2 separate regions of the Ovis aries genome follow, and region 1 is linked to region 2. Evidence: chromatin contacts called from public Hi-C data. All regions are on one chromosome and are shown on one strand. The core of a region is the stretch at or near the end of the contact, and the rest is flanking DNA. Distances in the headings are between cores, read along the strand shown. Region 1 overlaps TSPAN5 (tetraspanin 5). Region 2 holds the start of TSPAN5 (tetraspanin 5).

What was found. Hi-C and Micro-C count contacts between places; a contact is called where the count stands out from the background.
Region 1: a Hi-C map of hypothalamus shows a contact between it and region 2, with 1.8 times the contacts expected there. The contact joins the enhancer-like site here to the promoter of TSPAN5 in region 2. A contact is called at or near these places in 2 of 16 Hi-C or Micro-C datasets (hypothalamus and tail adipose tissue).

The regions. Positions count from the first base shown.
Region 1 is chr6:26,560,543-26,563,242 of ARS-UI_Ramb_v3.0, reverse strand. The region is part of intron 1 of TSPAN5 (tetraspanin 5); the gene reads right to left. Among named protein-coding and RNA genes, the nearest start is that of TSPAN5, 58 kb to the right of the region's middle. Within about 2 kb of position 1,407, at least 2 of the 54 cell types and tissues checked have an H3K27ac peak or open chromatin away from gene starts, as enhancers often do. A contact at or near this core is called in hypothalamus, where this site is marked.
Region 2 is chr6:26,502,195-26,504,894 of ARS-UI_Ramb_v3.0, reverse strand. It overlaps TSPAN5 (tetraspanin 5), which reads right to left and starts at 1,425. Exons shown (of 8, transcript XM_004009684.5): 1 at 971-1,425. The coding sequence starts at 1,051.

The sequences.
Region 1 (2,700 bases), core at 158-2,657, 58 kb before region 2:
GCATTGTCAGCTACTACAATTGCTGGCAGCAAAGAAAACTAAGTTCTCAGGAAGATGAGAGAAAAACTCAGAGTCACATGCTGGGATCCCAATAGCTAAGTATTCCACACAAAGACTTTCCCTATAAAACAACTGTAGAAGTGGTGGGGAGCGGGGGTGGGGGGACATTTCCCTATGTTTGGTAAAAGCATAGACGATGACACATACACGGAGATATGCTATAAAATTTTAGAAATCAACCACAGACAGTATCTCACCTACCAAAATAATTTGCTTTCGGGGAGGGAGGTGGGAGGGGGGGTTCATGTTTGGGAACGCATGTAAGAATTAAAGATATTAAAATTTTAAAAAATAATAATAATAATAATTTGCTTTCTTTAAGAAAGAATTATAATACCCAGCATGTTTCTCTTTTTACCTTGGTTTCCAGGAAGCTCCAACTTAAATGTAACGCTCATTTGCAGTAACTTCATCAGCCTAAAGCAATGGCACCCCACTCCAGTACTCTTGCCTGGAAAATCCCATGTATGGAGGAGCCTGGTGGGCTGCAGTCCATGGGGTCACTAAGAGTCAAACACGACTGAGCGACTTCACTTTCACTTTTCACTTCCATCATTGGAGAAGGAAATGGCAACCCACTCCAGTCTTCTTGCCTAGAGAATCCCAAGGACGGGGGAGCCTGGTAGGCTGCCGTCTACGGGGTCACACAGAGTCGGACACAACCGAAGCGACTTAGCAGCAGCAGCCTAAATTATTTGGTACATTTATTTGTATTTTATCAGTCTTGTTGCCTATAGTTACATCGTTACAATCTTCCTTAAATATATTTTTGCCTACAATTAGAGTACAGCTTGATAAATTTTTGTAATGCCTGCAGTAAAAGTTATATACACTGTAACTATTAATAAAATGGCATTTTATTTTTTGAGAAACCGTCAGAGTTTAACTTTGGAACCATATGCATTATAGAGTCATATGCTAGACATAAGCTGCTAGACTGTGACTGGGAAAAAACCTGTTTCAATTCATGGAATTCTCTACTACATTACATAGACATCCTCTTCCCCGATTGCAGACAAACGTACCTATGACAGGAATCCTTCGTTTCCTTTTATAGTCCTTGAACTCCTTCAGGATTCCGATTTTTAAAAGCCATGGGACTTCTCCTCCAGAAAAATACACACCCTCAAATATACACCATCTAACGTAATTTAAGGTGTTCACCGACCCTGCACCCCATCTGGGTCCCTTCTTGCTAGAGAAATGGTAAGGAAGATGGTTGGTTTCTTCTGCAGCAAGCCACATGGGGTCCTTCCTGCACTAACACGCCCAGCAGCGCAGCTCCACACAGAGCTAAAGGGCCCCGGCACCCCCTCTCCCCGTCCCTGCCCCCTGCATCACCAGGAGGACCAGCCATCTGTGAGAGAACAGCTCCCAACACTAGAGGCTGACAGGGGCAGAATGAAGCTTGGGTCTCCTGACCCCACCCAGAACGCCAATGGTTTTCACTGTCTATATTAAGTGACATAGATTTTTCTTTTCCTGAAGAGAAGCATTCTAACACTTCACCGCTGTTACAGAGGAAACAGATTGTATAAATGCAGTGTCTTATTTTTACCCACTGAAAAATTCACACAGTGCTGCCTTCAGTCTCTCCCCTGAGTATTTCTCCCTGATTTGAATAGTTTATTTTCCAGTTTTGAGAAAGAATGGACCTACATCACTGTGTAAGACCTACTTTATGGTGGTTTGATCTATAGATGTCAATGATTACCACAATAGGTTCAACTAACATCCAACCTCTCATACACAGATACAATAAAAAGAGAAGAAAAAAAGGGAAAAAATTTCTCTTTGTGATGATAACTCCTAGTATTTACACTCTCAACAACTTCCTTATATATGATTCAGCTGTGTCAGCTCTGGTCATTCTGCTGTATGTTACATCCCTTACTACTTGTCTTATAATGGGAAATCTATGCCTTTTGATCACCTTTCTCCAACTCCCCTCCCCCCACCTCTGCTTCTGGTACCCAAAAGTCTGACCCTTTTTCTCGAAATTTGGGTTTTAAGATTCCACATATAATGAGACCATACAGGATCTGTGTTTCTCTGTATGATTTATTTCACTTGGCATAATGCTTTCAAGGTCCACCCATGTTGCAAATGGAAGGGTTTCCTCATTTCTCATGGCTGAATTACATTCCATTGTACACATTCCTAAAAATATATTGGCCTGTAGCTTTCTTTCCTGGTACTGTCCTTTTGTGGTTCTGGTATCATCAGTCAGTCAGTTCAGTCGCTCAGTCGAGTCCGACTCTTTGCGACCCCATGAATCGCAGCACGCCAGGCCTCCCTGTCCATCACCAACTCCCAGAGTTCACTCAGACCCACGTCCATCGAGTCAGTGATGCCATCCAGCCATCTCATCCTCGGTCATCCTCTTCTCCTGCTGCCCCCAATCCCTCCCAGCATCAGAGACTTTTCCAATGAGTCAACTCTTCGCATGAGGTGGCCAAAGTACTGGAGTTTCAGCTTTAGCATCATTCCTTCCAAAGAAATCCCAGGGCTGATCTCCTTCAGAATGGACTGGTTGGATCTCCTTGCAGTCCAAGGGACTCTCAAGAGTCTTCTCCAACACCACAGTTCAAAAGCATCAATTCTTCGGCGCTCAGCCTTCTTCACAGTCCAACTCTCACA
Region 2 (2,700 bases), core at 176-2,675:
CGAACATGTTTGTGAGATCAAAGAAGAGAATCCAAACAAAACAAAAGAGTAGGCATCCCAGCCTAATTACAGTAGGTGCCCAGCGTATTGTGGTGCCAGCAGAGCATGGATGAACCTTTCATTCAAGCATTTGCTCTGCCGGTACCCCCACAAAACATGTCTCGTACGCCTTCTCTGCATTTCTCCAAGGTTTCCCCCAAAACGGCCCGCTCTATGTGTCACTCCTCTGAAAAGCAGGTCGTGAGGTGCGAACACACTGAAACATATGTTGATGGTGACTTGTTATTATCCTGACAATAATACAGACAGAGCAATAAACACCTCCACCCCGCACACCCACTGGTCAGTCCATTATGCAAAAGGAGCGCTTTCCCGAAGAAGACGAAGAGAAGAGCGTGCAGGAAGCGTTATTTACGTGCACATTACAGAACCATATACCGCCGCATCTGCATCCTACACAAAGCCCGAGATGGTGCAAGAAGATACACGCTGAGCATGGCACAGACTGGCCGCGGCAACACGGAGCCAAGCCCTCGTCCAATCAGATCCCCGTTAGAGGTGGACCTCAGGGTCGACTCTGTCCGATCAGCCTTCCCTATTATGACACCACGCTCTGCCCAACATCCATACTCCACCGGGAGCAAATCTCATTCGAGTGGTTGCTCATTTCTCCAACTGCCAAACCCTTTCTTTCATCTGCATCTACGTTATTCGTCCCTTAAAAAGCAATCTCAAGGCCTGGGTGCCCCCTTTCCGGCTCCGTTTTTCTTTTTACCTTTTCGCGTTCCTAGAAAGGATTAAATGTTTATTTCTCCAACGCGCAGGCTGAAAGGGCGGAAGGCAAACGCCTCTGCGAGCTCCGACAAGCGCCCGAGGGGCTGCGAAAAGTAAAGGCTGAGAGCAACGTGCGCGAAATCGTCGCGAATCGATCAGCCACAATAGTTGAAATCCCAGAAGCGCTCCAACTTACCCAAAATATGACATTGAAGCCAAATATGAAATACTTGATGCAACAACTGACTTCAGGGCCCTTGTAATGCTTCCCGGACATCCTCTGGGTTCATGAAGACACTTGCCCCGGCAGCCCGAGTTTGGAGCCCCGGAGCACCGTTGCTCGGAGCAGCCGGCGGGAAGCAGGGGATCCGGGACGGCGCTCGGGGCCGCGGCGCGGCGGCCAACCCGGGCTGAGCAGCGCAGGGACCGAGCAGCGGAGAGTGGCTCCCGCACCTCCAGCCCTCGGCGCGCGCCGAGGCCGCCGGAGCCGGGGTGGCCGCGGGCGGGCAGGGAAGCACGCTGCAAGCCCCGAGCTTCGCTGAGGCTGGCCCCCAGCACAAGGCGAGCTCCCAAGCCCGTCCGCTGGACGTTGGTCAGCCTCCGGGTTTCGGGCAAACGCGACCGCCGCGGATGCTGGTGGAGACGCTACTCGCCCGCCTGCCCGCTCGCGCGCTCCCTCCCACCCCTCGCTCCGCCCGCCGATCGCTCCGCCCGCTCGACCGGCTGCTCCTCCGCCCGCACCGCCCTCAGCTCCGCCCGCCTCCCGCCGCCCGAGCCTCCGTGAGGTGCGCGCGCGCGCGGGCTCGGGCGCTCCCGGGCGGCGGGAGGCACAACGCAGCCGCGCCGCCCCCTCCTTCCCGAGCTCTCCGCTCCTCCCGCTCGCTTCATCCCCGCCCCTTCTCAGGCCAGCCGGGAGCGCCGCGGACCCCCGAGCACTGCGGGTAGGTAGGGAGGATGGCAGGCCGAAGGGAGGTGTAAGGATGCCCGGAGAGCGCGCCCAGTGGGAGCAGCCTTGGAGGAGTGACTGGAGTTGATGGTCCCCGTCTGCCACCGGCGGCAGCAGGCAGCTTCTGGAGGGACCTGGGGGAAAGGATCGCTTCGGGGTGAGAGAGCTGGTTGAGTTGGGATCCTCAGGACGAATCCTTCCCCCTGCGCTCCACTGCAGGACGCGCATCCTTCTGGGTGTAGCTTCACTCACACCCCCTGCTCCACCACCTGGTTTTGTAGCAAGAAAAGACACGGGGCCACCGAGGCGGAGAGGAAAGAGGTCACAGACTTTGGAAGGAGCAAAGGGGAAGGATGAGATGTCAGGGAAGGGGTGGGGGAAGAGACGGGAAATGGGAACGAACCCGGAGGATTGCATAGGAAAGTCCCCTGAATTCCCCTGAATGTGGCTCCAACTCAGCCTCCCCACCTGCGAGAGAGAGAGGCTTATCCTGGAGACGGGGACGAGGTAGGAGAGATGGCCCAAAGGAATCCGACTCACGACAGGATCCTTGCCCTAGGGCCTGTCGGCGACAGAAATCCGGACTGCAGATGCCCCCACAAGACGGAATAGTGCCGAAGGACCCTGACCGGTCCTCACTCTAAGGAGCAATCCTGGAGTTCTAGGATGGTCTTCTGGGGAATCTGAATTGGGTTTATGGATCATGAACGACTAAGCTTTTGACCTCTGAGGAAGGAGAGAATGAAGCTGGATATTATTTTGGAGCCCTACCTGAGCATGTGTGCCCATTGGTTATGTAACTGCCTTCCTCCTGGGGCACTGTCATAGGTGCTGGCAAGCAGGTATCAGTATTTCACGAAAAAAGAATGAAGAACTGCCCAGAACTGTGTGTAAACATCTGTGGGTGTTTCAAGCCTTTAAAAAAAGGCTTGAAAAAGCTGCAAAGAGATGAGATCAGGGAAATTTTCCAGCACCATACC